2 separate regions of the Mus musculus genome follow, and region 1 is linked to region 2. The links are chromatin contacts, called in public HiChIP or PLAC-seq maps. All regions are on one chromosome and are shown on one strand. Each heading gives the region's core, a stretch centred on a gene start, on an enhancer-like site or on the middle of the called end of the contact. The rest is flanking DNA. Distances are from core to core; before and after follow the strand shown.

Region 1 (4,426 bases), core at 1,674-4,173, 690 kb before region 2:
AGCACTTGAATGGATACCCTCAAATCCCCTAATCTCTCTCAGGGATGCTGTCATCTCCTCTTCTACTTCAGGTACCACCTCCAATCCCTAATCCCAAATACACAGCGCCCAGCTCTTATCCCAGGGATGTAGATTTCAATCACATATCCTTCAAGCCCTGGATCCTGTATCAAAGACCCGGTCCCAGGGCCCCCTCCCTGCCGCTTTGACCTCCTTCTGGTACCTGCAGTATAGGTGAAAGGCAAACTTGCCAGTTCTCCGACCCGCTCCATGAACGCTGAGAGCCTTGGGCACCAGAATCGGTGGCTCACGTCATCTGGGCATCGCCGCCAATCAGCCTGGAGACAAGCCTCTCCACAGTACAAGACTGCACTGCACTGGGGGCTGGGCGGGCGACACAGGGGTCATAGGTACCTAGTGTTAGTTTTCATGTCCTGTAGGCTGTACCTCTGCCCGTATGCCAGTCACCCTCCTTGTATTGCAGCCTTTAACTAACAGCCCATAACTCTTTTTTTTTTCTACCCTTTCTTACCCTCCCACCCCCATCTGCTGGGACACCCCCACCCCACTGGCCTGGCTTGCTTTTCTACTTGGTTTGGCCAACTGCTCAAGTCTTGACTCCAGCCTTGTGGGTGCTCACCAGGGTGTCAACTTCACCTCAAAGCTGTGCTTGTGACAAACATGGCAGGTTCGAGCCCGAAGGGAGGCAAAAGTAAAACCTGGCCGAGGACCCCACGTGCGCATTGGGGTTTTTGCCAACTTCACACCCAGCCTTGGGACCAGGCTCTCTAGCTCTCTGTAAGGGAATGAAGGTGGCATTGGGCTGAAAGGGCTCAGGGGTTCAGATCCCACACCCTCCTACCCTCCGATACTAGATATTTGTACCGATGGAGATGGGCGTCTCCTACGGTAAGCTGTCGGGGCTTGCGGGGGTCCCCAGAGCCCATAGGGCAGGCCATGCTATGACAGAGGAGAGCATAGGCCCGAGGAGCCAGATTCTCAGTGCCTGGGTTCTGGCCTACACTCCCCTGGGCTCCATCCATTAGCAGATCAATGCCCAAGATGGTGCCATGCTCGTCCGTCACCAGCAAAAGGCAGGAAAGGTGCAGGGGGGCAGCCTCTGCTGAAAGATGGAAGATTTGGGGGAGAGAGCAGGGGCCAGAGAGTCACAGTCAAATACAGCAAATTTAGGTGCCTAAAGAGGGCAGGTAAGTGACCTCAATGAGTAGAAGGGACAAGATAAAAGAGGCATTCCCTATGGAATGTGGGCAGCTGCTATGCAGGGCCAGAATGTAAGAAATATAGGAACCTTATCAAAACCTGACCTTTTCTTTAGACTTATTTTTATTTTACCTGTTTGGGTATTTTCTCCACCTGTACGCCTGTATGCCTCATGCATGTAGTGCCTGTAGAGGCCAGAAGAGGGTGTTGGATCCCCTTGGGAATGGAGTTACAGAAGGTGGTTAGCACCATGTGGGCGCCGGGAATTGAACCTGGATCCTCTGGAAGAGTTAGTGAGTGCTCTTAACCTGTGAGCCATCTCTCCAGCCCTAGCACCTGGATATTATCCTTAAGATGCAAGGCTTCTGGACTTTCATTCCTTACAAGTGCTTGGATGTTGATTCAAATTACAGAACAAAAACACACTGTGGTAGATGAAAACAACTTCTGGCATCAGATTTGCATGAAGGTTACCAGCTCATGCCTCCTCTTTGGGTCTTGAGTGACATGGTAGGACTCAGGGTGGGGCCGTCCTGGGCTCTTACCATTCTTCTGTCCTTTCCTCTTTTCAGGAGCCCTCTCATCCTCTGGTCGCTCCTCTCTGCTGCCTTCTTCTCGGCTTGCCTCCTGCTGGGTCACCTCTGACTCTGGAGCAGGCTTTGCTTCTTGGGGGAATCTCTTGCTTGGAGGGGCTGGCTCCCCACCCTCCTGTGGTTCCACCTTCTCCATGCCTGGCCTCTCTCCATGCTCCTCATCTTCCTCCTCCTCCTCCCCTTCTTCCCCATCCTCTAGGCTGACAAAACTGACATAAGGACTCAGGTCTCTCAGGTGAAGTGGAGGCTCATCTCCCAGGAGCCGGGAAGCCCCTAGGCCTGGCCCAGGACCTGGCTCGGCACCTTGCCCCAGGCTGATGCCCACACTGCGGTTTGGTAAGACATGGAGCACCCAAAGGGCAGGATCCTGAGGCAGCCTCCTTATCTGTGACTCCAGTTGACGCCATCGGCCCTCAAGGCTGGTCCCCATGGTCCCCCTCTCTGCCACAAACTTGCGGAACCAGCCAAAGAGAAGAGCAGCAAAATCGAGGAACTCGTCTCGGTATCCAGACACAAACTCCATGTCTTTAGATACTCAGGGCTTGGACCCAGACCGAGCAGAAAGGGATATGTGATAATCGTGAGGATCAGGGTAGTGGTGAGGCTTTGGGCTGGGTCGCAAAAGGGAGAAGGGTGTGGGTTTGAGGTAAGATTTACAGAGGAATATTTGGAGCCGAGACTAGGATTTGCAGGGATGAGAATGGAGGAAGGCTAGATTGGAAAGTGGATGTTTAGGGTTAAAGGGGGAGTACTCAGGAATGAAATTGTACCTGGGGCACAAAACTCAATGATTCAAATCCTAAAGTGAGATTTGAATTAAGGGAAGACACGAGGTAAGGCTAATCCTATGGAGATAGGCTTGCTTAGAAGAGGAAATTTGGGGGTCTGTTGGTCTGAGTAAGTACTGAGGCATCTCTTGGGTCTGGATCAGTTTGGTGCGAACCCCACCCCCTTTCCGGCCGCTCCTCTCCTCCGGTACCTACAGCCGCCACCACTTTTCGAAGGTAAATACCTCGTGCTGGAGGACCGTCGTGACGTCAGGCAGTATCAGGCCAGGGCGTGGGCATTCCTACAGGTCTGGTGACTTGTTTGACTGCTTCACCTTGGCCATGTGACTGGATCCTACTGAGACCCAGCGGTCCAGGGAAGTGAAAGCATCTTGGAGCCAGAGGAAGGATCTAGAGGGTCACCCACTTTACAAACCAGCAGACAGACAGATGACTTCTCAAGAGGGCTGAAATCCCCGAACCCAACCGAGTCATTCTTCGGGAACCACAGCTTGCTCACTCGGATTCCTCTGGTTCTACAGCCCAAATTTTCTTTCGGTTTTGTCGGATAGTCTTGGCTGACCCTACGGCTGGCCGGCCGGAGACTGGAGCTCCGCCTTCGGGGCAGGGGTGTGTGTGTCCCCCGACTGGGAGCTGGGCGCAAAGCGGGCTCCCCGGTACCGACCAGACGGTCGGTTCCGGACAGCGCGCGCCGGGGGACAGAAGGCGCCACCACCTCGCGCCCCCTCCCCTCCTGAGCTTGGCACGGATCAGCGCCTTCGCAAAACATCAGTCAGGGTGAAGAAGAGAAAGCTTTAGAGAATTGGCTGGATGTCGGCTAGGTGACCTCGTCCCAACAAGCTCCGCAGAAGCCGGAGATGAGGCGGGGCTTTGGACCCTTGTCTCTTGCGTTCTTCCTTTTCTTGTTGGCGCTGCTGACCCTGCCAGGTTAGTCGGGGGTGGGGGTGGGGGTGGGACGCGGGACTGGGGCCCCTGAAGGAAACTGCGGAGGGGCACTAAGTCCATCCGCGGGATTAAGAACGCAGCCCAGAGCTATCCAGGGCTGCAGCGGTGACTAGGGAAAGTCTGTCTGAGATTAGACTGGGACAAGGGCAGATTCCTCAGTCTGAGAACCCAGGCTGATTCCTTTTCCATTAGGCGATGGCAACCAGGGCAGTGTCGCTGGAAGTTGTTCTTGTGATCGTACCATTTCTTCTGGCACCCAGATACCGCAGGGTACTTTGGATCACATCCGAAAATACCTGAAAGCATTTCATCGTTGTCCATTCTTTATCAGGTACTGTCTCTTTTCCCCCCAGGGCAGGTGTGGGACCATCGATCTGAACACCCAGTCCAAGTCCCGGAGCCTAATTCCTTTCTAGTTTTACTTATCTGGGGATTTCCAGCTGTAGTGGGGCTCACCTTCTTGTGACTTCACACCTTTGGAATGAGGAAAGGTAGGGAAGGGAAGGAGTGGACTACATTGATCCTTTTGCAGGTTCCAGTTGCAGTCCAAAAGCGTGTGTGGGGGAAGCCAAGACCAGTGGGTCCGTGAACTAGTGGACTGCTTTGAGCGCAAAGGTGAGAGCCTTTTCTGTCCTCCAGTGGGCCATCAGGGTGCAGGCTGCCACCTTACAATGCCCTTTGCCTCTGCCACATAGCACTTTCTTCGTTAGAACCTTTTAACTTTCACTGAAGTTCTGTCACTTCAGTCTGTGTTTTCCCAATATCATTTACTGTCATCTTCCTGGATTTGGCCAATTTGTTCTACCACAAATGCTATGACTTAATATTTTCTTTCTTTTTTTTTTTTTTAAAAGATTTGTTGATTTATTTATTATATGT
Region 2 (4,843 bases), core at 1,393-3,892:
TTCTTAAAAAAAAAAAAAAATGGTGGTGTGTGCACACTGAATGCTCCAGGAAAGCAAAGGGCTGCACAGCACAGAAGTCAAGAGCACAGAACCTAGAACCTGAGACCTGAGCACCTCTCACAACCAAGTGACTTGGGGCAAAAGCTTTAACGTCTGGGTTTCAGCTGCTTTGTCTGAGAGAGTGAGGTCCTCAGAGGCCAGGGTGAGGACGGCTGAGTGGTGGGACACAGAAGCCTGGGAGCAGAGGCTGTAGAGTTAGTGCAAGCCAACTGTTTACGACTACTGTTACCAGTAAAACTGGGAGCCGGGGAGTCTCTGCAGCAGGGCTGACAGAGGCTGGTACTGCATAGTCTCTACTTTGCCGCTATATATCAGGTCTATGTTCCATATGCTGTTGTAAGTTCCCTGGGCAGGTTGTTAGCTCCATCTCACAGACGTGGACTAGGGCACTCAGAGAATGTTCCACTGAGGAAGTTGGGGAGGCACCAGAACTTCAGTTCCAGTGTAAGTCTTGCTTGCACCTGTCCTCCGGGCCTCATAGGCAGACAGCCTCCCTCACCCATTCCAGAGGATACAGCTTTAAAGCTTTCTCACTCCTATATGTGTACACACAGGCTAGATGACACGCACAGTAGGGCACACAAGGAACACCAACGGAGTGAGCAGGCGTACATGTGTATCTCCCACATGCACTGAAGGGCCTAGGCCCCAAAGGTGAGGGAAACCTGTTCCAAAGAATCTGCTTAGTGAGCAAATTCTGTCCAAAGCTCTTCCACTGTCCCAGGAGTAGGGCTTCATGTGCGTCAGAGATACCGGAAGGGGGGTGGGGGAGAGGGCAAAGCAGGAGGAGACTGAAAACTCCTGATCCCTTTTTCCATTTTAGTGACAAAAGTCACACCCAGCCTTTACATAAACATGACCAAGGAGCCGCTCTGTCTAAGCTCACTTCCCTTATGGGCGCCAGGACTTTTCCTCCCTATGGCCCTAATGTGCTGGGCAAACACAGAGACCCTGCAAAAGGAGAGCAGTGCCACCCAACAGCACCCATTCCTGCCCCTTTCGCCTGCCTAGTGTTTATCTCCCAACTTTCCCATAACATCTCCTGGCAGCCCTACACCCGTCACTTAAGCACACAGAAGGTAGACATGCACACCAAGCCTTCCACTGGCCTCCTGGGTCTAAGGCCCACATTGCCCTTGTCACGCCACCTCCTCCTAAGTGTTTTCTGAGCAGCTTGCCTCCAGGCCCAACAGCCCAGACAGGCTCCCACAAACAACGTCACCAAAGAATCCCGTGGAGAGTGTTGCAAACATGCAACCTTTCCCGTGCTTGGCTTCCCAGGATCCCATAAACACATCTTGCATGTCCCACCCAGAACCCCTCACCTCACATGCTCCTGAGGATTATTAGGTCTGAGTTCCAGACATGCAGCCCCCCGTGAAACTCGTACATCACAGACACACAAATCCATCCGCCTTTCTGTCCTCTACACAACTGGACCACACCTCATCAGGACGACAGAAATGGAACTCAGGCGTGATACCTTCTGATTCAAATGTCCACAACTGACTGCACTCTTCAAATGGGTACGCACACCCCTCATTCTGGTGTCCACCATAACACACACACACACACACACACACCATGCCAGCTATGCAGAAAACAAACATTCATAAACATTCATATGTACAACACAAGACATACGTGAAGGAAAACACACGCTGACAAAAACTATATACAAATCCTCGAACAGCACACTTAAGGTATCTGTCACCTAAAGCCACAGAGCCAAACCTTGTAATTCTGTACCAATAAGTACCCCCTCCTGGCTTTCTGTCTCTATGTATCAGGGAGGGCCCTCGCAGACCCCTCGGTGCCAGACTGGGAAACCGTGTTGCCCAGGAGGAGCAGTTTACCTTGCCCCACAGTACCGCAGGAGGCACAATCTCCAGGACTCACTGCAACAACCCTTCCCCGACGGCGCGGCGGTTCCGGGCCCCTGCTCGCACTGCGCACCCTGCACACCCCAACTCTGGGGCGCTCAGAGGGCCACCCCTCCCCCTCTCTGCCTGGCTCCTACGCCATCGCCCTCCCAGCAGCTTGCAGCGCTTGCCCGGGATCACACCCGCCCCAACCCAACCCCCAACCTGCCCCACAGAGGCAGAGGGAGGGGGCATTGGGCTGCAGAATTTAACCCTTCATAGGTGGAGTGATTGCGACCCTCTTCACGGCCCCAGGAGACCGAGTCCCCCAGTCACGGCTCGTTGGACACCATACCAGGGCGCTCTTAAGTTGCTCCCCAGCGCCGTGCACGTCCGGGGGCGGGGCTTATTAGAACCCCCGACCCCTGCGCCCCTAGATCAACCTGGAAGGGGAGCGGTCGCGGGGCGCGGCTCCGGCCCCTGCGGCGCCGGGCAGCGGAGAGGGGGCATCTTCCCTAGCCCTGCCCGGTTCGCCCCGGGGCCCACCTGACTGCGATGGCGCCGCGTCTGCCAGGCCCGGCTCATCACCGTGGCCAGCCCCGGCCGCTTGGGTTTCGCTCTCCTCCAGCTCCGGCTCCGGCTCCGGCCCCGGCCCCGGCCCCCCCCAGCGCCCGGCCCCGGCCCAGCCCCACCGCCGCCGCCGCCGCCGCTGACATCATCGGCTCCCCCCCCGCCCCGGTCCTCCCCCCCACCCCACCCCCGGAAACAGTCCCCCCCCACCCCCCCAGCGCCGCCGCTGAGAGGAAGCCAGCAAAGCGCAGACGACACCGACTCTGGACTCTGAAGTCTGATGGCCAAGGCCTGGTGGATCCCTCACAGGGAAAAGACTCGGGGCTTCCCGCAGAATGCACACCTTACGGGGCGGGCAGTGACCTAGACCACTCATTCCCTGGGAAGGGACTCACCCCCACGCCCGCCCTTCCCTCTGCACACCCTTCACTCAGGGGTCACATCGCCTAGAGCACGCTGCGTGGGCACAGCTGTTCACCACAGACACGCACACCACACACATGTTCTCCGGGGCCGCAAACTTACAACACGGCAGATTCACATTTGGGCCCCGTGGAACCTATAGATCCAAAGTGAGCACCCTCGCGAATACCTAGGGATTATCACCAGACCCACTGGCAAGAAAGACCTCAACTCCGTAGAACAGATGATCATTAGTGCAGATAAGCACAAAGCTTGGAACTTTGTGTCACCAGTGGAAAGATTCGCTTCTGTGTCCCTGCATATAAATGCAGAGGCCTTGGTGTGGCCTTCCCAGCACAACACTAACCACACGCCAGGTGGAAGCATGAGAAATGTGACATACATAAAAACAAACAAACAAACAAAAAATTCCTGGAACCTCCATGGGACAATGCTATAGACGGCTCCCTAGTTGCAAAACTAAAGACTCTGGAGAGGCCCGGCGTGATGATGCTGTGGAGCCAGAGGCAAGTGGATTTAAGGACTTGGAAGCCAACCTGATCTAAACAGCAAGTTCCAGTCAGCCAGGGCTACAGTGTGATATCCCTGCTTGAAAAAACAAAAACGAACACCCCCATCCCCATAAAAAAGACCCACTTCAGGAGAAAGAGGAGCAGGCTCTCCCCGAAGAGCATGAAGGTTCAAGCCCGCCTGCGCTCGGGCAGCAAAGGCGGAAGCTCTGCAAGCTCAAGTCCATGCTGGTCTACGAGCGGGTTCCAAGCCACTCGGCCTAGACAAGCCATACAGCCACAAAACCACTCCCACACTCTTTTGTTTGTTTTGTTTTGTTTTGTTTTGTTTTGTTTTGTTTTGTTTTGTTTTGAGACAGGGTTTCTCTGTGTAGCCCTGGCTGTCCTGGAACTCACGCTGTAGACCAGGCTGGCCTCGAACTCAGAAATCCGCCTGCCTTCCCAAGTGCTAGGTTTAAAGGCATGCGCCACCACTGCCCGGCCACTTCCACACTCTTTCAAACATCTACTTCCGGTACCTATAACCCCAAGCACTTTGGGAGATAGTGGCATGAGGACCAAGATTTCAAGGCCAGATTCCACAGGCCTTTTGAGACCAACCTGGGCAATACTTAGCATAAAGCAAAAATCAAAACAAACCACCAACCCCCACAAGCTGGTCAGTGAGAGAACTGCTCTTGCAGAAGACCCAAGAGTTCCATTTCCCCCACATCCAAATACGGCCATTCACAACCACCTGGAACTCCAGCTCCAGGGGACCTGATACCTCTGGCCTCTGCAGGCATCAGCATTCATCCACAAATTCCCACACAGATACATATGCATAACTAAAAATAAAATAAATTTGGGGGCTGGAGAGATGGTTGAGTTTGCACACTTGCATGAACATAACCACGTACACTCTTCTCTTCGATTTTTTTTTCCTCACTCTGTAACCCTGGCTGGCCTGGAACTCACAATATAGATCAGGTTGGCCCAGAACTCACAGGAATCCACTTCTGCCTCCCAAATGTTGGGGTTTAAGGTGTAACTCACCATACCTGCCCACATACCAATTTTTTAAAAAAAGAAGCTGAGGCTATAAAGATTGCTCAGTGGTTAAGAGTACTGTTGCTTTTTCAGATTCAACTCTCAGAACCCATGTGGTGGTTTACAAACACCTGTAACTCATTTCAGGGGAGTTAACATCTTCTTCTGACCTCCAAGGGCACAAGGCATATGCAAATGGTACACAAATATGCAGGTAGGCAAAACACTCACCCACACAAAATTAAATTTAAAAATGAGAATAAACAAGCAGGGGCTGGCGAGATGGTTCAGTGGGTAAGAACACTGACTGCTCTTCCAAAGGTCCTGAGTTCAAATCCCAGCAACCACATGGTGACTCACAACCAGCTGTACTGAGCTCTGCCGCCCTCC

Evidence for each region. HiChIP or PLAC-seq counts read pairs in DNA pulled down with a chosen protein or histone mark.
Region 1: a contact with region 2 is called in a FOXA1 HiChIP or PLAC-seq map of pancreatic cancer cells. The contact joins the promoter of Cxcl16 here to the promoter of Zbtb4 in region 2. A contact is called at or near these places in 2 of 115 datasets of contacts at active chromatin or transcription factors (microglia and pancreatic cancer cells).

The regions. Positions count from the first base shown.
Region 1 is chr11:70,458,481-70,462,906 of GRCm38.p6, reverse strand. It overlaps Cxcl16 (chemokine (C-X-C motif) ligand 16), which reads left to right and starts at 2,923. Exons shown (of 5, transcript NM_023158.7): 1 at 2,923-3,529; 2 at 3,740-3,878; 3 at 4,080-4,162. The coding sequence starts at 3,460. Zmynd15 (zinc finger, MYND-type containing 15) reads right to left here and starts at 3,474. Exons shown (of 14, transcript NM_001029929.3): 1 at 2,827-3,474; 2 at 1,767-2,355; 3 at 886-1,123; 4 at 641-796; 5 at 224-384. The coding sequence starts at 2,337.
Region 2 is chr11:69,763,711-69,768,553 of GRCm38.p6, reverse strand. Zbtb4 (zinc finger and BTB domain containing 4) reads right to left here and starts at 2,642. Exons shown (of 4, transcript NM_029348.2): 1 at 2,469-2,642.